Linked DNA regions of Mus musculus: regions 2, 3, 4, 5, 6 and 7 are each linked to region 1. The links are chromatin contacts, called in public HiChIP or PLAC-seq and promoter capture Hi-C maps. All regions are on one chromosome and are shown on one strand. The core of a region is the stretch at or near the end of the contact, and the rest is flanking DNA. Distances in the headings are between cores, read along the strand shown. Region 1 holds the start of Cyp51 (cytochrome P450, family 51). Region 2 overlaps Cdk14 (cyclin-dependent kinase 14). Region 3 overlaps Cdk14 (cyclin-dependent kinase 14). Region 4 overlaps Cdk14 (cyclin-dependent kinase 14). Region 5 overlaps Cdk14 (cyclin-dependent kinase 14). Region 6 overlaps Cdk14 (cyclin-dependent kinase 14). Region 7 holds the start of Cdk6 (cyclin-dependent kinase 6).

Region 1 (2,928 bases), core at 405-2,904:
TATGAAATATTGCCATACTTATACATGATACTCAAATTAATCTTCCTTAACTGTTAAGTTTTAGAATTTGGGCTGGCTGTGATGGCATATATCTTGGATCCCACCTATCAATCCAGCTACAGAGGCTTGTGGACCTCTGTGAGAATGAGGTCAGCCTAGTATACATAGAGGTCCAGGCCTGCCAGAACTGTAACTCAAAAACAGATCAACAGCATCATTTTTTTTTAATAACACTGTACCTTTGATCTTTATTTAAGGGTTTTGATCTTTTAGGATTTCCATATTTGAGATTCCTAGTGTGCAATGTTAAGGCCCACTTGCCCACTGACAGATAACATCCTGGTATTCTGGAGTCTGTTGTTCATGTACTTTCACTTCCGTAGACAAGGTTGGTTGCACCAGCTGCACAGGAGGTGCTTGATGATACACAGGCAGGAGATGCATTGACTGGAAGGATGCTTGTCCCCAGTGGACTAAGGCTGGAAGCACCATAGCTTTGTGGGCTTGGCCTCTACAGGCACCTGTCTAATGTAGCTTGAGGCCATTCTTTGGGAATCATGGGTATGGACCTGGCCAGTGTCCATCTTCCTGGCCAGTATTAAATAAAGCTTTCTTTAATTGGATAATTGTGGAACTGGTCTTTCCCCTAGCAATTTTCAAGTTCAACAATGGCCTGAAGTCACTCCAGTAAGTCAAGACGTAGCACACAAGACAGGCTTAGAAATGAGTGAGCAAAATTCCTGTTGTAGATACTACTGCCAGAAATAAAGAGGCTCTTACCTACAGCAGTGACAATAAAAATGGAGTGTTACAAGATTTTGTGACTGATCTGAGGCAGGAGGATATTGGTATACAGCAGTGTCCATCCTATATAGACTTCCTACTAGGCACTTCCTACATAGGCAGGTGGCAGTCACCCTAGGGAAGAGGTAATGAGTGGGCTTCACTGACTGACTACGATAAAATGTGAGCTCTCTAGGTGGAATTATCTAGACGGTGGCTGGACCATCTTACTCATTCCTGGAGGTGCTTGCAGTTTTGCCAATCACTGCACAATCATCTCCAAACTTAGCAAAAAATCTAGCTCTTAACCCTGGTTAAATAAATAAATGTACCTGCCAAAGATCTGGAAGGAGGGTTAATTTGGAAACATGTCATCAGAGGTGCTTTATTTGTAGTGAGATCAGGGTAACTCCTGCTTCAGATCCAGCTATCAGAACAGGAGTTTGGGGACATCTGCCTCAGTTTACTTTATGGCCTGTATTTATTTTAAAAGACTTGTCTTGGTACAGCAGCACACCAAACAACTATCACTTGCTAGCAATGTGGCCCTACACGAACAACCTGTCAAGCAGATTGTACGGGTGATCCGATGGTCTCACCCTCCAGGTTGCATCTGCAGGAGTGTTTTTTTTTTTTTTCCAAGATTCGTGGTGCAGGGCTCACGAAGGGCTGGTCTCACAAAGCCCAGAGGTGACATCTCCGCGAATAGCCGCAGAGGCGGGCGCCCCACGGAGGGGGCGGTGCCCGGGCCGCCAGCTCTGCTGACGCCACATAGGCCGAGATCACCTCAGCAGCGCGTGGTGCAATCACAGAGCGCCTTCGCCTCTGCCGCTGTCCGCCACCAATCTGGTCCTGAGATCCCTCCGCCAGGCTCGTCCGTGCCCGCTGCCGGGGCCGTGCTCGTTAAGCACGCGGGACCTCGTGGTCTGCGGTTCTCGGGGCGCGATCATTTGTGCAGCCATCACTTTCTTCACCGAGTCCAAGTGCCACGGTAGAGCCTGCTTCCTCAGGTCCCCTCGGTGGCGCAAGAATCCCCGCACCTAGACGGAGGCGTGGCCACCAGAAGCCCCGCCCCGTCTGTGACGTCCTGGTGGCGCGCGAGCTGTCTGTGGGCGTGTGAAGGGCCCGGGCCAGACTAAGCCATCAGGCCGGGGCCGCCTCCCGACTTCTATCTGCCGGCTTCTCCTGCTCCATCTTTTCCGAGAAGCGGTGTGCGACCTCGGCCCCCAGCCTACCGGGCGGATCGAAGCGACGGTCGGGATGGTACTTCTGGGCTTGCTGCAGTCAGGCGGCTGGGTGCTCGGACAGGCGATGGAGCAGGTGACAGGAGGCAACTTGCTTTCCACGCTGCTCATCGCCTGCGCCTTCACTCTCAGCCTCGTCTACCTGTTCCGTCTCGCCGTGGGCCACATGGTCCAGCTGCCCGCTGGAGCGGTACGTGCACCTCGGGGTCCTCAGTCTGTGCCCCGGCTAAGCGGGCGGGCTCGGGGGGCGCTAGCGGTGGCGGGCGCGCGGGAGGCTGGGGTGGCGGCTGCAGACGCCCGTGCCTGATCTTTGCTGTTGTGGTGGTCTTTCTGGTCTCCTTGCTGGAACCTGAACTCGGGGGCTGTGCTGGCCGTCGCCGTTTCTGCTGTGATAGCGGCTTTGAACTTCTGGCTAGGATCCTACTTTGCAGCGTTTGTAGTCAGTGATGGATGTGCAGACTGGAGGCCTTGCTGGATGGATTTGGCTGGTCTGATTGCCTTGGCCATCCATGACTCTTAAGTGCAGAGCACTGTACTGACTTTACTGTTGGTTGTCAGAGGTGTTTGGGCTCTTTGTGAGGGCCTTGATGGCAAGTTAAGGGTAGCTGCATCCCCGGTGGCCATCACTCTTGATACTGCCCTGTGTGTTTAGTATACTGTGGGCTATTGGGCATAACGATGATTAATAGCAGTGTCAGGGAAATTGCAGACAGTTCATAAGTGACTTGAGAGTGTGGGAAGCGCTTTCCTGTGATGCTGTTAAAATACTGTTTCTCTAGTTTAGCGCTACACCAAACCACTAATTTCAAGCCTTCCAAATATAGTTCATGAATACCCTTGTAATCAACATTTGGTAGCTTTGAAAACCATCCCTTCGAAACTGACAATGGGATGTAAAAAC
Region 2 (2,863 bases), core at 256-2,755, 720 kb before region 1:
CTATTCATTCAATTTGGAAGCAACCTATAACTAGAAGTTCAGACTCTATAGGTTTGGATATGAGTAGCAAATGCTTTATGGTCAAGAGATTATTATGACACAGGGGTACCATTAGCGTAACAGCCCTCCAGAGAGTGCTCACAGTTGTCTCTTTTGTCAGGGTCAGTAGTATTTGTGCAATTTCATTGAAGGTTCTTCTAATATAAAGGCATGCTTTCTGTTGTTTCTGAAGCAATCTCAATTTCTTTGTCTGGTTGCTCAGAGAACACCCCCGCCCCCCATAGTAATGCCTTATCTCACTTCAAACACCATGTCTACTGAAAGGTCTAGGGAAAGGCCACCATTTTTCTCCTTCACATTTTACCCAACATACACCAGAGCCTAAAAACCAACCTTATTAGAATTGCTCTTGCTAACAAAGTTCTGATCGAGACCAATTTAGCTTTATTATATTAGTCAAAACATATGTGTTTTATATCTTGTTTGGGCAAAGGTACTCAAAAAATTGATTATGAGAATTCTATTGACTGTCCTGCTAAAATATGGGAGGTGAGTATTTAAAAAATGAAAGTGTATTTCTGAGCTGGTATTTCAGGCCCATACTCATTTCTGTGACAGCATGCAGGGCACCTGACTCCAGAATTCGCCAAAGGAATGAAACCAAACTGGCTCACTAGAGCTCATTGGATGTACCCTCTTTTCAATCAATAGACTTTATACAATATGCTGTCTGTTTAATCATTATTTCTAAAGGGAACTGGGGTGATTTCCCCCTGTGATAACATGAAACAACCAAGCAAGTAGGTTCTTTTTCTTTAATTCCAAATGACACCCGGGATAGAACAGCCAGAGCTTTTGAAAAGGACTTAACAGGAAGTCAGGAGACGTGATAGGTGCTTAGGGTGCAGTTTTAATGCCAGCAGACTGGAAAACAAACAGCACAACCCAGACAAGACGTGGCTTTGTTCTTTAGCATCTGTGTGAAGAGGAAATAAGATCTCTCTGGGATGTGCTCCCCACTCACAGGTGTAAAAGAGAAAATGTCACATTCCTGCCCTGCTGCGTTGTGTGGGGTGCTGGTGCGGGGCAAGGCGAAGGGGCACCGCATCGCCTCCCGTCGTAGAAGCTGCATCCACTGAATGCTCTTGGTGCTTTTGTTTCAGTCTACCGCAGTGGATAGTATAAAAGCATGAAGTAGCCCTTAATCCCGCGAGCCTGGAGCTCACTGGCTCCTCACTGCATTCTCCAGCTCTGTTGTTAGTGGAACTGAGACACTGACCCCAGGCCGGCAACCCCTGTTCTTTGCTCTGGCACTAAACCCACTGAGTTGTTGGCATGTCTATTGTTTTACACCAGGAGGAAACCAACTGTGTTAATGCGAATGTCTTAGTCGTCAGACATCACAGGCTCCACATTTTTAATGAGCTGCAACTTCTTGTGAACCTAGAAGAGTGACAGAGTGGCGATGTTTGCTAATTTAGTACAGTTGCTCTTTCCAGGGTTTGGTGGCATTTCAGAACGCCAAGTGCTGCAATTAGAAAGTCTGTCTGAGGTTGTGTGTTAATCAAAGACAGCTGATCATGTCTGAATTATAAAGGATAGCAAAGCAATAAAGATTGTGTTATTCTTACATTTCTTCCTTTTGACTTTATAGAAAGACGGGAGTGAACAAGCTATTTACCAAGCACCTAATACATCTTCTCGGGGCATGAAATTCTCCAAATTGTCCCCAGGGCTAGGTCTTTAAAATTATGGTCCTTAGAAGGGAGCTTAATTTCTATGTCTTCATTCATCCCTCACGCTGAATACTCCTCATGGGTAAAATAAAACATTTCAGCATTTAGTGTTATGAAACCCAGTACTTAGCAATTGCAGTAGTCGCTGGAAGAAGCAGCTGAAGTCCCTGATTTTATGGTAGCTTAAAGAGGACATGGGTTGCTTACTACGCTTGTGGCAGGACCTCAAGAATTCAGAACTGTGAGGTGCACACGTCTTTCCCTGGGTTGGGTCATAAGACTTTCCTGCTCAAAGCACTGTTTCACTACACATAGCATAAAGTCTAACTCCTTTAAGAGCTTCTACTCAGCCACCCTGGTCAGCCTCTCAGCTTTCTTGCCTCCATGTGCATCCACAAGCTGACGTGTGAACACCCTCCTCCAACACCAACATCAGCCACTTGCTGCTTCTGGGTCATTGGCTGGGCAAAGTGAACCCTTTCCCCTTGTCTACATGTTGCGTTTGGAGTTACCTTTCTTTCTTTCCTTGTTTTTTTTTTTTTTTTTTTTTTTTTTTTAGACTTATTTAATGCATATGAGTACACTGTAGCTGTAAAGACGGTTGTGAGCCTTCATGTAATTGTTGGGAATTGAATTTGTAGGCTTGCTCCAGTTGGCCCCGCTCACTCGAGCCCAAGGATTTAATTATTATAATACATAAGTACACTGTAGTTGTCTTCAGATGCACCAGAAGAAGGCGTCAGATTTTCTAGTGAGCCACCATGTGGTTGCTGGGATTTGAACTCAGGACCTTCATAAGAGGAGTTGGGGCTCTTAACCACTGAGCCATCTCTTCAGCCCCCTCCTTGCTATTTTTTATGTGTATGTGTGGCATCCCTGAGTGTGTATATGTGTTCACATGTGTACACATGTGTGGGTACACAGATGTCTGCACATGCAGATGTTATCATAAGTTGCTCTCCACTTTACTTTAACTGAGGCAGGGCCTCACATTGAACCCAGAGCTTGCCAGTTTCAGCTGCTCAGTAAGATCTCAAATCCAGGCCTAGTACTTGCACAGCAAGCATTTTATCTTCTGTGCTATCTCTTCATCCTCTGGAGTTGCCTTCTGACTCAAAATTCTTCTC
Region 3 (2,782 bases), core at 118-2,617, 810 kb before region 1:
TATTTAGTGCCTGGAGAGTTCCCTTCATAATATTTCGAAGAAAATTATTCTCTGCATCATTGATTGGCTTTGAGGTAAGGGAGTATGGGGTGGTCAGCTCTAAAGCTGACATTTTGGAATCATATCCTCTCACAATTTGAGGATGGCTGCAATTACCAGCTGCCTGTTTGTGCAGATTTCAGTGCAGCAATAGAAGGATGTGTAGAGCCAGTCTAGTTTCTCACCACATTCTGTTCTCTCGAAAATGTCATTTTCAACCTGTAAGCAAACAGCTGTCATATTTGGTCTTGGACACACATGAGTGGTATGGCTTCAAGGCCCCAGAGCTCCCCTGCTTGTTCAAACACCACTGAAGCAGCTCCTGGGGACATTCGTCTTCATAATAATGACTCATTAGTTTGGGTCCTCAAAGCGTTGTGTGGCTGCGCACCAGGCACATCCAGGGAAGTCCCTAGGAGTTTGCAAACAGGGAGTGCTGAGAAGAAATGGGAGATGATCAAATAGTGAGAGATACTGTGTGGGCCCTGGACCGTGTCCTAGAACGCCCAAACCCAGATAGAATTGGATTGTGTGAAAACATACGGTTGGGGCCAGTTCTGTGATAAAGAGAACTAGCTGAAGGGTTTTCCAATTACTGATCAGTAATAGCAATATGAAAACAGGGTGAGAGGCGAGTGATCAATGCAATTGAAAAATTATGGCTTGGGAAATATCCCCCTGTGAGTCCTGTGAAAGGAGTCCAATTGTGGTATACTTAGAAATAGCCAGGTTTTATTTGTTCTTATCACATCTTTGGGTAGAAAGATCTCTTTCAAATTTGACATCCTTCTCAGCCTGGGCTTTCATGCAGCAGAGAGCAGGACAGAGTGGAAACCTGGTTACAGTCCTCGATGGAAGAAGAAGATGTTTCAGGATTCTGAGCACAGTCTTCCAGCTCACGCCTTCCTTGAGCATTACTGGGGACTTTCCTGTTGTAGGAGGAAAGTTGGATTCACAGCTAAGTACAAGGGGATGGCTCTGCCAGTCACCCACTCACTTCCTGCAAGTCAGCCTTCTTAGCTCCTCTGCGGGCTCTCACTGCCCTGAGGGACTTAGACCCTGATTTTATTTTGTGTCATAGCCAGATTTCTTCTCCCCTTTTGGGGGGTAGCAAAAACCCATTGTCATTAACGGTTCCTGGGGGTGGTTGAGGGCAGGCCCCATGCCGTTGGCTGTATGTCAGGTGACAGGTTTTGTTCTTCTGATGGACAGGAAATAGCTATCTTCTCTCTTGCTAATTGGCAGTTTGTGCCAGGCTTGGGAGTTGGCAACAGTCATTGTTTTTCATCCTTTGGATTACATTTTGGCCTCTTCATCCAAAAGTACACTGGCTTCTGGTGTGGTTAATGCCGTCCTTCTGCTGGGCAGCTCATTAAGGACGAGCACCCAGCAGTAGTGTCTGAAGCTCCCAGAGCTCCCGGGGGCAGGTAGGCTGCCAGGAGAGGCCTTTCCTGAGCTGTGTCCTGAGCAGATTCCAGCAGGGCTGCTCTGCTTCTGCCAGCATGAAGTGGCAATTGCATTCTTTGACCAAGGTACCAATGGACTAAGAATGTTGTCTAAAATTGTGATCCCACCCTTCTGGGAGGCAGCACTCTGAATGTCTGCAGCACAGAAGGCAGAGTCACATGCAGACTAGGTTTCTCTCTGTGTTCCAGCGTGAGTAGCCTTGGTCAGTGGTAAAGTCCAGCCACCGTGGAAAGTAACATATTGACAGCCTTGAGGCAATGAGTAATAAACAGGGCATCATAGGAAGCCATTCTGTTTACATGGCGGTAAAGGATTCCCTATGTAGTCATGAGCCGTGGGTGAGGCAGAGCAAGCCCAGCCCGCGCTAGCTCAGATATAATCCACTTTGCCTGCTTCAGAGAAGATATGCTCAAAATTATGCATGAGGGAGGAATCACTGTCTGTTCTTAGCACAGAGTTTTAGAAGAGATTATGCTCAGGAAGCCTGGTAATAACTGAAAGTTTGGCTTGACATTTCTAATACAGACATCAGCAGTACCCACTGTGGGAGCCACTAGATTGTCTGCATGGAGAGCTCAACTTCAACTCAATTTGAATTTGCTTGACTGATATGTAAAGAGTCACATGTAGCTAGTGGCGACCATATTCAGTAACACAGTTGTAAATCCATATGTGAAGTATTTGCTTATCGAATGTATACCAGGCTTATACAAGCATGGGCATAATGTCTAAGAGACATTGCATTTTACACCTAGATGTCTGGAGATCTTCCTTGGTATACGTGTGTGTGTGTGTGTGTGTGTGTGTGTGTGTGTGTAAGCCAATATACTATATATACACTATATATACATATATATACATATATAGTATTACCAAGTATATACTTATATTGTATATTTATAAATGTAGAGCGTGTGTGCATATATATAAAATGTCTATACTGATAAACACTCTGAGAAGGCTGTAGCTCTTGAGTATAATAAGTCTGCAGAGGAAGAGTATCAAAGAGAATGGAGAAGACAACCCTCTCCCACCTCTCCCACCTCTTCCGACTGCAGGCGCCATGCCGTTCCCTCCTGAGCGGCTCTGCCTCTTGCCGGTATCTCTTGCTTTCTCCTCCGTGTGTTCTCTGTCTCTGTCCTCTGTTGGGAACTGGCAGGGGTTAGACTCACAGCTCTCTCCCCTTGCTGAGCTCCCTGAAGGATTCACCTCTCTGCTGTTGTTCTAATCCCCTTGATCTTCCTTCACTACGCTCAGAAAATATGGCAGACGCCAG
Region 4 (3,124 bases), core at 142-2,641, 770 kb before region 1:
TTGTATCACCCAACCTCATCTTAAATGTCTCCTGATGGTGGTGGAGTTGGTCTGCCTACAAGAACATGAACAGTCTTAAATGGACAACCACCTACTTGCCAGGACCTGAAACTTAGCAAGTGGCCAGAAATTTAGATTTATGAACTAATTTCTGTCTTGTCTGAATGTTAAAGAGGCACGAAGTCATTGTCTTTTGATTTTACCAGTTATTTGTAATAGAGATTGAGAGTTAATTTTGAGAAGAATCAACATTAAGGAAATGAATTTGTAGGAATCTTTACCCAGCAATCTAACACAGGCTTCTTACATGGCTCTTTTACATAAATATAGTCATGATGTGCGTATCTCTCTCTCTCTCTCTCTCTCTCTCTCTCTCTCTCTCTCTCTCTCCCTCTCCCTCTCCCTCTCCCTCTCTCTCTCTCTCTCTCTCTCTCTCTCTCTCTCTCTCTCTGTGTGTATGCATGAGTATGTTGAGTATGTGTGCATTCGTGTGTGTTTGTGTGTATTTTGGGTGTGCTATATGCTTCTGTATTTCTGCCAACAACACTACTTTGTGTCACTTTAAACTCCCTTTTACCTTCTTTGTGATTTTCTACAGGTCGTCCCAGTGTTCAGTATGTCTACCTTTGAACTGCCTGTTTTCCTATAGTTTCCGGTTTCCCACTTCATTCCACCTTTTCATTTACAATGTTCCCAAGGAGGAGCAGAAAAAGAAAATGGGGTGGGCGCAAGGGGTGAGAGGGTGTGTACAGTTGGCGGGAAGAGGCTGCTCAGGGGCGTAGGTTGAAATGAGAGGTGTGATGAATGCTGCACTCCTTAGCTCCTAGCACAAGGCCCATACACCTCAGGATTTATGCATGGAATAGTTAACTAGGACCAAATGAGCCTCTTCTAGAGGCTGTGGCATGCCAGGGATCTGCCTGTCAGAGGTTTGAAAGATGCTGAGTTGGAGGGCTGATCTCCTGTTGGGCAGTGGAGGGTCAGCTGGGGGAGTTAGGCAGAGAAAAGCTATCTCAGTAAGAACAGCCTCAAACAGGGGGCCTGTGTAGCATTTGCATACTTTCCCTGCAAAGGAAGTTTAATCCAAAGAAAGGAGATTTTAGTATTGTGGTTTGGGCTTTGTTCAGGTTGAAGAGCAGGGGTAAATCAGCAGAAGAGGCCTTTCTCAAAGCCGTGGGCTCAGCCTTGGGGTTGTTCCGTGAAGTTTATGTTCTTGAGGGCTGTTTGCACACTATTGTCTGTTTGAAGACCCTCTAAACCCAAAGGCCTCAAAGTATCCTCTTCTGCCAGCACAAAAGAAGGAAATTTGTGTGGTGAAAATGGCTCCAGTTGCCGCCTGAACCCAAGCCCCCTTTGTTCTTATGCAGAGTACTCTGAAGCCCGGAAGACTGAATGGGCCAGACCCCAGACCTGTCACCTCTCCACTGCCCACAAACAAGGCAAAACCAACCCACACTTAAGTCTTTCCTTGCCAGCATAAAGAAGTCTCAGCTCATTTGCCAAAAACATGTTCCCCTCCTTAAACTATGTGACAGATAAAAAAGCAGTTTTTGATTAGCGTGGGTCATTTGTTTCCTTATGGTATCTGCTGAACTTGTGGGGTTCACATCCAGCCTGGGCCAACAGTCTGAGCCGCTCTGCAATGCAGTTTTCCCTATAGGCAGCCCACCTTGTCTTTCATCTGGTGCAATGGGCCTGTGGCTTGAGCCCACATCCAGGTTTCCGAATGCTGTCTTCCTTTTGAAGCTAGGCTGTGCTGTGTGGGATCCAGTGGTCTGTTCTTTACTGGAGGTATGTGTTAAGTGTCTCCATCTACACATGCGGAATGAGGTGTCTGTATCTGAGGTACCTTCCCAGACCAAGCGTCCACAGGAAAATATGTACTAAAAACATAGTATTCTGATAATATTCTGAGCTTTTTTTTTTCAGCCAGTGTATTCGTTTGCAGGGGTAGTATGAGCAGCTGTGATTGCCTTTTAAATTAATGATTTTCCACACAGAGCTTAAAGAATAAGTAAAAAAAAAAAAAAAATCCAGTATCTTCCTTTGCATGCATACATGTGGGTGTGCTTGTAAAGTTTACAATATATAAACTGAACTTGTAACTGATCAAGTAGGATAGACAATAAAACTTTACACTGGAAGTCAGAAAAAATAGATGCTTTGTTTTATAGCACCAAATGTAGCTTGAGTCTTTACAAAAGCTATTGTTTTATCAGTTTCTTTTTGTAGTCATTTATCTTTGGGCTAGACTTGGATTCACTTTAAACGTTCTTGGAAGATCATATAGGAACAAAAACTGAAAATCATGAGACTGTTTCTGTATCTGTGAGAAAAGAAAATGTCTGTCTGACTTCCACACTCGAGGCAGAACTGGTGACATGTGAAGAGATTCACAGAAGCCAGCTTCTAGGAGCGAAGCTATGGACTCGGTGGCAGGGAACCCAGGTACCTTTTATCAGGAAGACCCTGGCTAGCAGCTTCTGCTGCTGTTCTGAGGCTTGTGCAAAGCATCTTAGGTGAGGCCAGGAGGTAAGACATTGGCAGTGGCCAGTGGGAGCTTTCTGAAGTTGTAAGTGGGAGGGTGAATCAGTGCTTGCAACTTTGCTAACTATGTCAGTTTGGGTTATGGTGGGATGCTGTGTCTGATCTTAGTGAGCCCTTTTTGCTGGAAGTGGCTCATTTGTCTCCTGCTTTGCATTTCCCTGTGAGAAGCTTGTCAGAATTGGGGGGGACTTGAATTGGGGGGACTCTGTTGCTGAGCTTGCTGAGCGAGCAAGGCATGTGCTCTCTTTCCCACCAGGAAGGTCAGGCCGCTGGGGGCCAATCTGTTTTCTAAAATGAACCCTCCTGTCTGTCCCTGGTGTCTGACAGATTGAAACAGTTGTCTGTGTGGCTGCCCTTTCAACGGTGCTTAAATGTGTTGCTTTCTGGGAAAAACACGCAGGCTGTGTTAAAGAAAAGGAATTCTTAAGGATTGGACTTTGGATGTTAATATTTATCTAAATGGCAAATTTAATTAACTTTCTAAGAACATATTTACAGATGCAGTGAATTAACTGTAGGTACTGTACACAAACACACATACACACACTCACACACACCTAGATAAGCCTTCACTCCA
Region 5 (2,895 bases), core at 82-2,581, 840 kb before region 1:
CATTCTTTACCACATTTTAAGCCAGGTATGTTTTATTAACTGTAAATGCTAAGCACTTCCTGTACGTAAAAGGCTACTATATAAATGGCCATGTTCAAGCAACGTGCATCCTTGAAACATCCCAGTAATGGAGTTGTCCTTGTGTTTGCACAATTCCTTAAAATAGAAAAAGTTCACTGCCCCTCTACCATGAGAGAATTTCGCCTCATGAACTATGTTTGATTTCCCAAGATCAGTGGGTCTCAACCTGGGGGTCGAGACCACCTTTAGCAAACCTCTAGCTCCAAAAATATTTACATTACAATTCATAACAGTAGCAAAATTACAGCCAGGAAGTAGCAAGGAAAATAATTTTATAGTTGTGGGTCACCACAATATGAGGGACATTATCAAAGAGTCACATCATTAGGAAGGTTGAGAACCACTGGTCTAGATGAGCTTGTATTCTCTAATAATTTCATTATCAGTTAGACATGCCCCCCTGGTTATAAAAGAAAAATTTATCTAGAGAGATGGCAAAACAATGGTAAAGCATTTGCTGCATTAGTATAAGGACCTGTGTTCAAATTCTTGGCATCCATGAAAGACGCTGGGCATGATGGGACCTGTAGTCCTAATCCTAGTTAAAGAAAGAAAGGCAGGTCCCCAGGAACCTGCTGATTGGTTAAATCTATCTAAATCTGTGAGCTCCAGATTCAGTGAGAGACTCTGTCTCAAAAAATAAGATGAAGAGAAATTGAAGAAGAGACCCAGTATCAATGAAATCACCACACACCCACACACTCCCCGCACACACACACCCTACACAGGAGCAAAATTTAAATTGGAAGACAACTCATACATACCACTACTTTTTATAATACTTATAAAATGTAATAAATTATAAAAAAGAAAACAAATTTTCCTTTCTTCAATTATGCAAATAATATATGGCCAAATGATTTGAGTTCAATGGTAAAAATTCTCCCAATTCTCTGACTGTGTAGCATCTTGTATTTCAATGCAATATATTTAAGTGTAAAACTGGAGGCCTTTGAGGATGTCCTATTTCAAAAATAAGTTGTCACCTCCTCACTCACCAGTAGATGGCAGTCATGAAACTTGAAAATCTGAACAGCTTAATTTTTATTGAAGATATAAAAGATTTGCAGTCAGAAATTGAATAAAACCAGGAAAAATAATTCTCCTGTTGTGTTCCTTTTTGAGTCACAAAACATAATACATGAAATGTAGATTGACCATGGAGTTTCCAGAGGAATTTCAAGGAGGGTCTGGTAGCCACTGCCCTCTCAGAGGCAGAGCCGTGAGTCATTCACTGAGGGAAGCCAAGTGTCTTCTGCGTCTCCTCTGTGGAGACTCCAGGAATAAATTACCAATTCCAAAGAATGACTGAGTTGGGAACTGTTTTTATTCTTCATTATTCTCCTTCTGAAAGTGTACAGTGTGATGAGAATCCTTTTATCTTCTTCAGAAGCCCCAAGGCTCTTTGTACTTTTACTGAAAATTATAAATGAGTTCTATGTTCGGAAAAAGTCTAGAAACATGGCAATTTATTATAATAGATCTTTCTTTTTTAATTAAGCAAGAAGCATCGTGTAGTCAGTGTGCTTATTCCTGGTGGAGCTTTAAGGGGAGAAGATGGCTCTTGTAAGCACCGTGGGCCTTTCAGGCTAGCAATCTTGTTAGGATATGGAATTTTAGGATTCCAAGACACAAAATAGAGGAGCCTGAGAAGCCAGAGTTTAGCTCACTGGCAGAATAATGTCCTAGCATTTACCAAGATAAACAAGCAAATAATGTTTTAAATGAATAAAGTCATATACATAAAGGGCCAAGTAAGATAGTCATTTCACCTACCAAATGCCTAGACTAGAAAATATGAAACAATTTCTCTATTTCTGTGTTCATAGAGCTTATCTTCATCCATACACAGGGAAGTACTTAATGGTTTCCAGAAAGTATAAGACAGATTAACTTAGCAGATTGCAAGCCCCAGGAGCTGGAGAACTATGTATACACTGTACATACCTAACATTCAGAAATTAGTGGTGCTCTGAGTTACACTGACTGCTTACACTCCTCTGGTAGAAATGTATAAATGAGAATAGATATGTTAAATGCTGTGTGAGTGGTGCAGCAGACACGGCAGGCATTATATTGGGTGTCCAGAAGAATAGCACGTCGGGATGGGGTAAGGCTCCAATAACAGAGACATGATGATAAACTGAGAGGAGACTGATCCCTTTTACACAGCCCAGCCAGACCATCAGGGAGTCTTAGTCTCAGACTTCACAGCCTTTATACTCCAAGGGAAGAAAACACAAGGGAAAGGACACTAGCAGTCTAGGGGTCCCCTGTCGCACCCTGCTCCTCACCTTTATATTCTATCCCCAAAGAGAGCTGCAGAGATTCTAAAAGGGGAGGAAAGCTACAAGAGCATACTTTCTTTAATTAAAAAAGAAATTGTGTGCATGTGTGTGTGTGTGTGCTAACTTGCATATATTAGTTCTTTCTTTCCACCATATGGGTTTTAGGGATTGAACTCCAGTCATCAGCCTTGATGGCAAGCGGCTCTACCCACTGAGACATCTCCTTGACTCTTTAACAGAATAAATTTATTCATTTTGAACAATGGAACAATCCCATAGTGCAAAGCTTTCTCTCTGCCCTTTCACCCATCTGCCCACTTCCCCAGAATCCACTGCCCTCCCTGACACGAGGCTCCTTCTCTGATGCATTAGCTGCTTGTGAATATATATTATATTCTTACACAAACTACAGTTGTGTCTTGTTTTTCTCACTAGTGTATCTTACAGATCTCCCCGTGTCACTGTATAGAATTCGCTGGGCTCCCTGTTGTCTCTGATTGCTACAGTTTCCTGCTGCACGGATTTA
Region 6 (2,713 bases), core at 116-2,615, 790 kb before region 1:
ACACTTAAAGCCAGTCCTGGGATCTGTCTGTAAATGAAAGAGACAAGTGAAGCAAACATCCATTGCAGCAATGGATCCATCCATTCATGACACCTTGTGATGGGAAGATGTAAAGCTCCACTTTTGTGTCTGCCTGAGTGCATCGGCTCCTTTCCCCTTCCACAGCCCCCTCCTAGAAGCCTTCCCTTCCCACTACAAAAATGTGAGAGTGTGGAGTTGGAGGCTGAGGCTAATGGTGTGCTTAGCACCTTCAAGGCTTTTGAAATTACTGGCGGAGCAGCTTGGCCCCAAGCCCCAGCCCTGTCTGGCTGCCTCTGGGAGTTGGTAGAGTTAACACTGCTTGCAGAAACAGAGATGTGTGGGTAAACGCCTTTGGAGAACATGGATTGCCTCAATGAGCATTCCACTGCCATTCCCTACCTATTTTCTATACCACCAAATGGGGGTAATTCCCTGGTTGGACTCTTATAGAGGGGGTGCCATTCATCAGTGTTGTGTTAATTTTCCATGTCTGATTGCTCTGACCAGCGGAATAGTTTCCATGAAAAGCAAAACTGGGAAGACCAGGCATGGCTGCCACCCAATGGAAAGCTGATACCACATCAAAGGGTTTGCTTCTATCCGTTTCTCCTATAATCTTGCGACACATACCCTCTATCTACTGTTGTTTTAAAGGTCATCTTGAATTGATTGAGCCCCGTATCATTTAAGCATATCTGTTTGTTAACCTGGATGCCGGTATCAGAATGGCTGGCATTTGGCAGGACAGTTGCTTCGGTATTTTTATTTTATTATTATTTAAGGCAAGAAAATATAAATTCTTTGAGGGAAAGTAATTTTAGTAACCGGAGAATTTAATAACTTAATAACAGCTCTATTTTAATTCCCCTAGTTATTCGGTATTAATTTCCTATAAATGCATCCATATGTGTATGCCATACAAAGAGTCCATGAATGAATGCTGGCAACTATTTGATAAACTGTCATCTATAATTTTCTACTTCTGAACTTACTTTCATCCATTCTGAAATAATCAGTACTTTGCTTACAGTCAAAATATTTTAAGTCAACAATCCTTAGCATATCTAGAGAAAAGGACATTTTAGGATAACACACAGTGGAAGGGTGCATGTGCCTTCAGTTTGTTTATTTCAGCAGGTAATTTAAGTTGTTTCCCTGGCCAGACATAAACTGAAGTACATAAGATGTGGCATGAGCCTTAAGTCGTACTTAGTGACTGTCTCCTTCGGTCTGATGTTTTCTCTGTTTTTGCTTGTTTTCAGGCTCAGCTATGTAAATCATGCTGAAGACTTGGCCTCCAAGCTTCTCCAGTGTTCCCCAAAGAACAGGCTATCAGCACAGGCCGCCTTGAGCCATGAGTATTTCAGCGATCTGCCTCCACGGCTATGGGAGCTGACTGATAGTGAGTAGGACTCCAGCATCCAATCGGAGCCCTTGGTCATCAATGTGTAGTATGCATGTAGATAGATGGGCTCATTCATGTTGCATAAACATAAGGTTGTGTGTTTGTGTGTATGCATTCTGTGTGGGTGGGTGTGTGTGTGAGAGAGAGATGAGAGAGAGAGAGAGAGAGAGAGAGAGAGAGGAAGAGAGAGAGAGGAAAAGAGAGGAGAGAGAGAGAGAGAGAGAGAGAGAGAGAGGATTCAATCGCTCAAGCCAGAAGGGGAATTGTGTGTATATATATTTATTGGAGTCCTGCCATTCAATTGCTAGCTTACCAGACACAGAAAGAAAATGGATTCATTTTTTGCTATCTCTCCTCTGCAGTCGGCAGCTGCGCGTCTTTGTATTTGATTATGTGTGTGTCCAAAAAAATGATCTGAGCAGTCATAAAGGAAAATATGATTTACATATTTAGTGCTTTCTGCATACAGTACTATTTTAACTGGCTGCAGTACACAGAGGAAAAATGATTCATTTCTGTTTGATTTTCAGAGACCATCTTGGTTGTAACAATAACCTTCAAAAGCACTGCTAGGCAGTGAACTGAGGACCCGAACTGGCAATTGGCAAATACACTGAATTGACATGTAAGAGCTGAAGACATGGAATTCATTTTAGCTACACATGTTCTTGGTATTTGTACAGACAGCTCTTCTCTAGATCTTTTTAAAACAAAACACATTCCTGGGTGGGTTTTTGTTTTGTTTTTACAAAAGTACTCATATTTACACAGGCTTTTTCAATTACATTTAAAGTATTTGGGGAAGGATTTATGGCTGGGAGGATCTCAGCTTTCTTCCCAAGTGTGAAGCAGAATTCTTGTGAAATTTTGAAAAACATTGTGGCAGCAGTAGGAATATTTTTATTCAGTGGTGATATGTTCCAAAGACCCGTTAGAGATATTTCATATTTCCTGATTGCCTTAAAAATAGCATACGGCATAGATAGATAAATATTTATAAGGCATTTATTAATTCTTATGCATACATCACTTATAGTAGACAGGAAGTTACTTCCTTTGTCTCTGGAATTTATGACTCCCCTGCAGCATTGGATTCTCCATAGCAACAGTCAGCCACCCTTTCTTTGGATCCAAATCCTAAGTAACAACTCCCCTGAGTCTTCTTAACCTAACTTTTCTTTTTCTATCTCACACTTACGTGTGCTTCTTGCCCCTCCCCGCCAAGGTAGCTATGGGTGTATTAACCTGATGCTTTCCTTATGCATTCAAACCCTCATTAATATCTTA
Region 7 (2,777 bases), core at 55-2,554, 760 kb after region 1:
CTTTTCTCAGACAGGGTCTTTTGTAGCTCAGGAGGGTCTTGAACTCTGGATCTTCCTGGTTCAGTGTTCCCAGTACCCAGCCTTGAAAGACATTTTTCAAACAATGTTTAACACTAGGTGTCAGAGTCTAAACTTCTGAACTTCTAAGACCATCAGAAACCATTCTACAACTATAAAAAAAAAGTCACCACTGTGGGTTTGATTGGCAAACACATTCTTACACATTTCTTAAACTTTATTTACATTATGCTCCACCCTTAAAGTTTCCTTCTAATTATCTGCAAGCTGGATAACTATCTCACTCTGTCTCTCAAAAATCCCCCCACCGACGGGGAAAGTTAAGTAAGGGCTGGAGGGATTGTCTGGTTTTGTCCCTAAAAGACACCCAACGCCCCCCCGGAACCCTTGGGGCACGCAGAGCGAAAGCTCTTCAGAATAGCTTGGCTGCCCGGAAGCCACCGCAGGTCTCTTTTTCTGCCCTGTCTAACAGAGTCACCGGTTTTATCTGGGGAAACTCAACTCTTAACTTTAGTTGGGCCACCAGCCGCCCCTTGCCCAGCACCTTCCCGGACCCCATAGCCAGGGCTCCCGGCTCACCTGACCACGTTGGGGTGCTCGAAGGTCTCCAGGTGCCTCAGCACCGCCACCTCGCGGATGGTGGAGAGCGGCATGCCCTCCTCACTGGTCTGCACTCGCACGCGCTTCAGAGCCACGAAGCGGCCGCCGTTCTTCAGGTCGCGGGCCTTGAACACCTTCCCATAGGCGCCTTCGCCGATCTCCGCCACGCACTCATACTGCTGATCGGCGCGACTCAGGCTGTCCTTCTCCATGCTGGCTTCAGGCTGCGGGTGCGGCACAGTGGAACCGGGGTGCTCACTCGCTGCCTTACACGCCTCGGGGAGTCGGACTCGCGGCCGCCGGGCTAGACGGACCGACCTTCTCGCCCGCGGGTGCAAGCCGGGCGCAGCCGCTGCGAAACTCCGCCTAGCCGAGTCGCCGCGCCGCCGCCGCAGGAGAGCGCCGATCCCTCCTCTTCCCCCTCCGCAGCGATTACATAGTCTGCCCACAATCTCTGCACCTAGGAGGAGGAGACCGGAGGACAAGGAGAAAGTGTGATCAGACTGCCCGGGAGACTTCCACAGGGTTCCACCAGCTCCTCTCCTCCTCCCTCTACTCGCACTGGTTGCCTAATCGGGCCGGGTTTCTCGGAGAAAAACCAAGTTACTTTTCTTCCACAGCAGGGCTCGTGCAGTCTTCACGAAGGAGAGGTTGCTGGGGCCCCTCGGGGATGAGCGCAGCGCGGGACGCAGCGGGACGAGAGGGGGCGTGCCGAGCAGCCCAGAGTGTGCCCGGAGCGCGGGGGAGGGGAGGCGCCGGGCGCGTCAATGTCACGGCTCAATATTTATACCTATATTATTGTTCTCCGCTGCCCTCCCTGACTCCAGGGGCCTGGTCGTGCAGGGTATGGGGCGACCTGGGGGAGTTCGGAAGCTGGCGTAAAAGCACCGGGGGTTCACCCACGTGGGGCCGCAGAACGGGGTTGGGGCTCCTAGAACCCTGTAACCCGATGCTGCGAGTATGCGAGTAGGGGTGGTCAGACATCTGCTCGGAAATTGCTTCCTTTCTTTTCTACTTTCAGTTTTTCTACAGGGAGACATTTGAAAGGGACTCGCTCTCACAAATGGTCTTTGGGGTATGGCAAGCTTAGTGGGAGACGAAATTCTGCCTCCGATTCGGAGGACCTCCCTGGTGGAAACTCAGCGAGGACAGACCATCTGGTAGGGGAGGGCTGGGGCTACTAGAGGTGGGAGAGCGAGGGGTCCTGGAAGGGGAGTAGTGTCGTGCTCCCCACCTCACACATACACAAACACAAAGATCCGAAGGATGTGGGAAAGGAAGGTACGTCACACTTTCACTCGTCCTGTCCTGAAAAAGTAACTTCGGGACTTTGCTAGCTAATCGGGACTGGTCCTTAAGTTTTCAAGCCGTGCAAAAGCAACCGCCCTTACGACGGTGGGGGTAGGGGGCAGTAAACGTAGGTCTCCCCGGTGTGAGAAGGGGCTGCCCTTGTGTCGAGACTTCCGAATCCCCGCCCGGTATCCTGGGCGGCTGAATGTCGGTAGCTGAGACAGTCGCTCTGTTCTCCAAAGGCCAGAGGCTAGGTCCCACGCGCGCGGTCGGGCGCCCCCTCCCCGTTCTGTTGTTTAGGGATGACCGAGTGAGCCTTCCCGTCCCACAGCGGCCTTAGTCTGGGCTGGACCTTGTTCCACCACAGCCGCGTGTCCGGAACGGTCTGCATGCGTTTACCTGCCCCGTACCCATCCCCCCCACCACCACGCTCTTCTGCCTGGTATTAAAGAACACATGGAGCGACCCCCACTGGATGCCAGCATAGCACCGCCCGGCCAAGGCAGGGCCACTCCCCGTTCCTTTGAGAGCTTTCCTAAAAAGCTGCGGAAAGGACCCTCCAGCCCTCACCCGGGGGTCCGAGCCAGGTCGAGGGCCACACAGGTAGCGGGAGCAACGGCCTTGGCGCCCGCCCTCCCCCTCTGCCGGTGTCCAGCCTAGGCTCCAGGAGGGGGCAGCCGTCCCACCCCCGCGGGCCTACACCCCCCGGACCGGAGCGGCGGTGCCTAGCCCCCTCCCCTCCTCCACTTTTTCGTAGTTGTTGTTGCTTTCCCACGCTGGCTGAATGTGACTTGACCCCATTTCAAAAAAGTTTGACATAGCGCTTCAACATTTCCGCATTCCTCCGCGACTACAAAGGCTGCAGCCGC

The links. Promoter capture Hi-C pulls out the DNA fragments that hold promoters and counts their contacts. HiChIP or PLAC-seq counts read pairs in DNA pulled down with a chosen protein or histone mark.
Region 2: a promoter capture Hi-C map of neural stem cells shows a contact between it and region 1. The contact joins the enhancer-like site here to the promoter of Cyp51 in region 1. A contact is called at or near these places in 10 of 39 promoter capture datasets (the 3T3-L1 cell line, cranial neural crest, frontonasal cranial neural crest and 5 more), 1 of 484 Hi-C or Micro-C datasets (embryonic fibroblasts) and 9 of 115 datasets of contacts at active chromatin or transcription factors (astrocytes, bone marrow-derived macrophages, embryonic forebrain and 6 more).
Region 3: a contact with region 1 is called in an H3K4me3 HiChIP or PLAC-seq map of forebrain, with 14 times the contacts expected there. The contact joins the enhancer-like site here to the promoter of Cyp51 in region 1. A contact is called at or near these places in 14 of 39 promoter capture datasets (the 3T3-L1 cell line, 3T3-L1-derived adipocytes, the HPC-7 cell line and 10 more), 1 of 15 datasets of contacts at CTCF or cohesin (the NIH/3T3 cell line), 33 of 484 Hi-C or Micro-C datasets (the AtT-20 cell line, the C2C12 cell line, the HL-1 cell line and 22 more), 28 of 115 datasets of contacts at active chromatin or transcription factors (the NIH/3T3 cell line, SST interneurons, astrocytes and 17 more) and 3 of 9 other capture datasets (adipose tissue, embryonic stem cells and liver).
Region 4: a contact with region 1 is called in an H3K4me3 HiChIP or PLAC-seq map of neural tube, with 6 times the contacts expected there. The contact joins the enhancer-like site here to the promoter of Cyp51 in region 1. A contact is called at or near these places in 10 of 39 promoter capture datasets (the 3T3-L1 cell line, cranial neural crest, frontonasal cranial neural crest and 5 more), 1 of 15 datasets of contacts at CTCF or cohesin (the NIH/3T3 cell line), 1 of 484 Hi-C or Micro-C datasets (nephron progenitors), 13 of 115 datasets of contacts at active chromatin or transcription factors (the NIH/3T3 cell line, astrocytes, bone marrow-derived macrophages and 9 more) and 1 of 9 other capture datasets (embryonic trunk).
Region 5: a contact with region 1 is called in an H3K27ac HiChIP or PLAC-seq map of neural progenitor cells, with 16 times the contacts expected there. The contact joins the enhancer-like site here to the promoter of Cyp51 in region 1. A contact is called at or near these places in 13 of 39 promoter capture datasets (the 3T3-L1 cell line, 3T3-L1-derived adipocytes, the HPC-7 cell line and 8 more), 5 of 484 Hi-C or Micro-C datasets (cortical neurons, myocytes, stem cell-derived neural stem cells and 1 more), 19 of 115 datasets of contacts at active chromatin or transcription factors (VIP interneurons, acute myeloid leukemia, bone marrow-derived macrophages and 14 more) and 2 of 9 other capture datasets (adipose tissue and liver).
Region 6: a promoter capture Hi-C map of second pharyngeal arch cranial neural crest shows a contact between it and region 1, with 8 times the contacts expected there. The contact joins the enhancer-like site here to the promoter of Cyp51 in region 1. A contact is called at or near these places in 7 of 39 promoter capture datasets (cranial neural crest, embryonic stem cells, frontonasal cranial neural crest and 4 more), 7 of 115 datasets of contacts at active chromatin or transcription factors (the NIH/3T3 cell line, bone marrow-derived macrophages, embryonic forebrain and 3 more) and 2 of 9 other capture datasets (adipose tissue and embryonic stem cells).
Region 7: a promoter capture Hi-C map of embryonic stem cells shows a contact between it and region 1, with 2.6 times the contacts expected there. The contact joins the promoter of Cdk6 here to the promoter of Cyp51 in region 1. A contact is called at or near these places in 3 of 39 promoter capture datasets (the C10 cell line, embryonic stem cells and pre-B cells), 10 of 484 Hi-C or Micro-C datasets (B cells, CD4 T cells, CD8 T cells and 2 more), 4 of 115 datasets of contacts at active chromatin or transcription factors (the 230-238 cell line, the SCID.adh cell line, T-cell acute lymphoblastic leukemia and 1 more) and 1 of 9 other capture datasets (liver).

What each region holds. Positions count from the first base shown.
Region 1 is chr5:4,103,423-4,106,350 of GRCm38.p6, reverse strand. It overlaps Cyp51 (cytochrome P450, family 51), which reads left to right and starts at 1,654. Exons shown (of 10, transcript NM_020010.2): 1 at 1,654-2,217. The coding sequence starts at 2,044.
Region 2 is chr5:4,820,038-4,822,900 of GRCm38.p6, reverse strand. All of the region lies in intron 14 of Cdk14 (cyclin-dependent kinase 14), which reads left to right. Among named protein-coding and RNA genes, the nearest start is that of Fzd1, 63 kb to the right of the region's middle. Within about 2 kb of position 1,505, at least 41 of the 459 cell types and tissues checked have an H3K27ac peak or open chromatin away from gene starts, as enhancers often do. A contact at or near this core is called in embryonic forebrain, hippocampal neurons, neural stem cells and 1 more, where this site is marked.
Region 3 is chr5:4,915,681-4,918,462 of GRCm38.p6, reverse strand. The region is part of intron 12 of Cdk14 (cyclin-dependent kinase 14); the gene reads left to right. Among named protein-coding and RNA genes, the nearest start is that of Fzd1, 160 kb to the right of the region's middle. Within about 2 kb of position 1,367, at least 31 of the 459 cell types and tissues checked have an H3K27ac peak or open chromatin away from gene starts, as enhancers often do. A contact at or near this core is called in cerebellum, cerebral cortex, cortical neurons and 2 more, where this site is marked.
Region 4 is chr5:4,868,383-4,871,506 of GRCm38.p6, reverse strand. All of the region lies in intron 14 of Cdk14 (cyclin-dependent kinase 14), which reads left to right. Among named protein-coding and RNA genes, the nearest start is that of Fzd1, 110 kb to the right of the region's middle. Within about 2 kb of position 1,391, at least 9 of the 459 cell types and tissues checked have an H3K27ac peak or open chromatin away from gene starts, as enhancers often do. A contact at or near this core is called in neural tube, where this site is marked.
Region 5 is chr5:4,946,662-4,949,556 of GRCm38.p6, reverse strand. Cdk14 (cyclin-dependent kinase 14) reads left to right here. Exons shown (of 15, transcript NM_011074.3): 11 at 1-25. Among named protein-coding and RNA genes, the nearest start is that of Fzd1, 190 kb to the right of the region's middle. Within about 2 kb of position 1,331, at least 31 of the 459 cell types and tissues checked have an H3K27ac peak or open chromatin away from gene starts, as enhancers often do. A contact at or near this core is called in cortical neurons, neural progenitor cells and neural stem cells, where this site is marked.
Region 6 is chr5:4,892,738-4,895,450 of GRCm38.p6, reverse strand. It overlaps Cdk14 (cyclin-dependent kinase 14), which reads left to right. Exons shown (of 15, transcript NM_011074.3): 13 at 1,284-1,423. Among named protein-coding and RNA genes, the nearest start is that of Fzd1, 140 kb to the right of the region's middle. Within about 2 kb of position 1,365, at least 20 of the 459 cell types and tissues checked have an H3K27ac peak or open chromatin away from gene starts, as enhancers often do. A contact at or near this core is called in second pharyngeal arch cranial neural crest, where this site is marked.
Region 7 is chr5:3,342,420-3,345,196 of GRCm38.p6, reverse strand. It overlaps Cdk6 (cyclin-dependent kinase 6), which reads right to left and starts at 1,304. Exons shown (of 8, transcript NM_009873.3): 1 at 1,226-1,304; 2 at 598-1,078. The coding sequence starts at 830. Gm36470 (predicted gene, 36470) reads left to right here and starts at 1,638. Exons shown (of 4, transcript NR_168898.1): 1 at 1,638-1,899.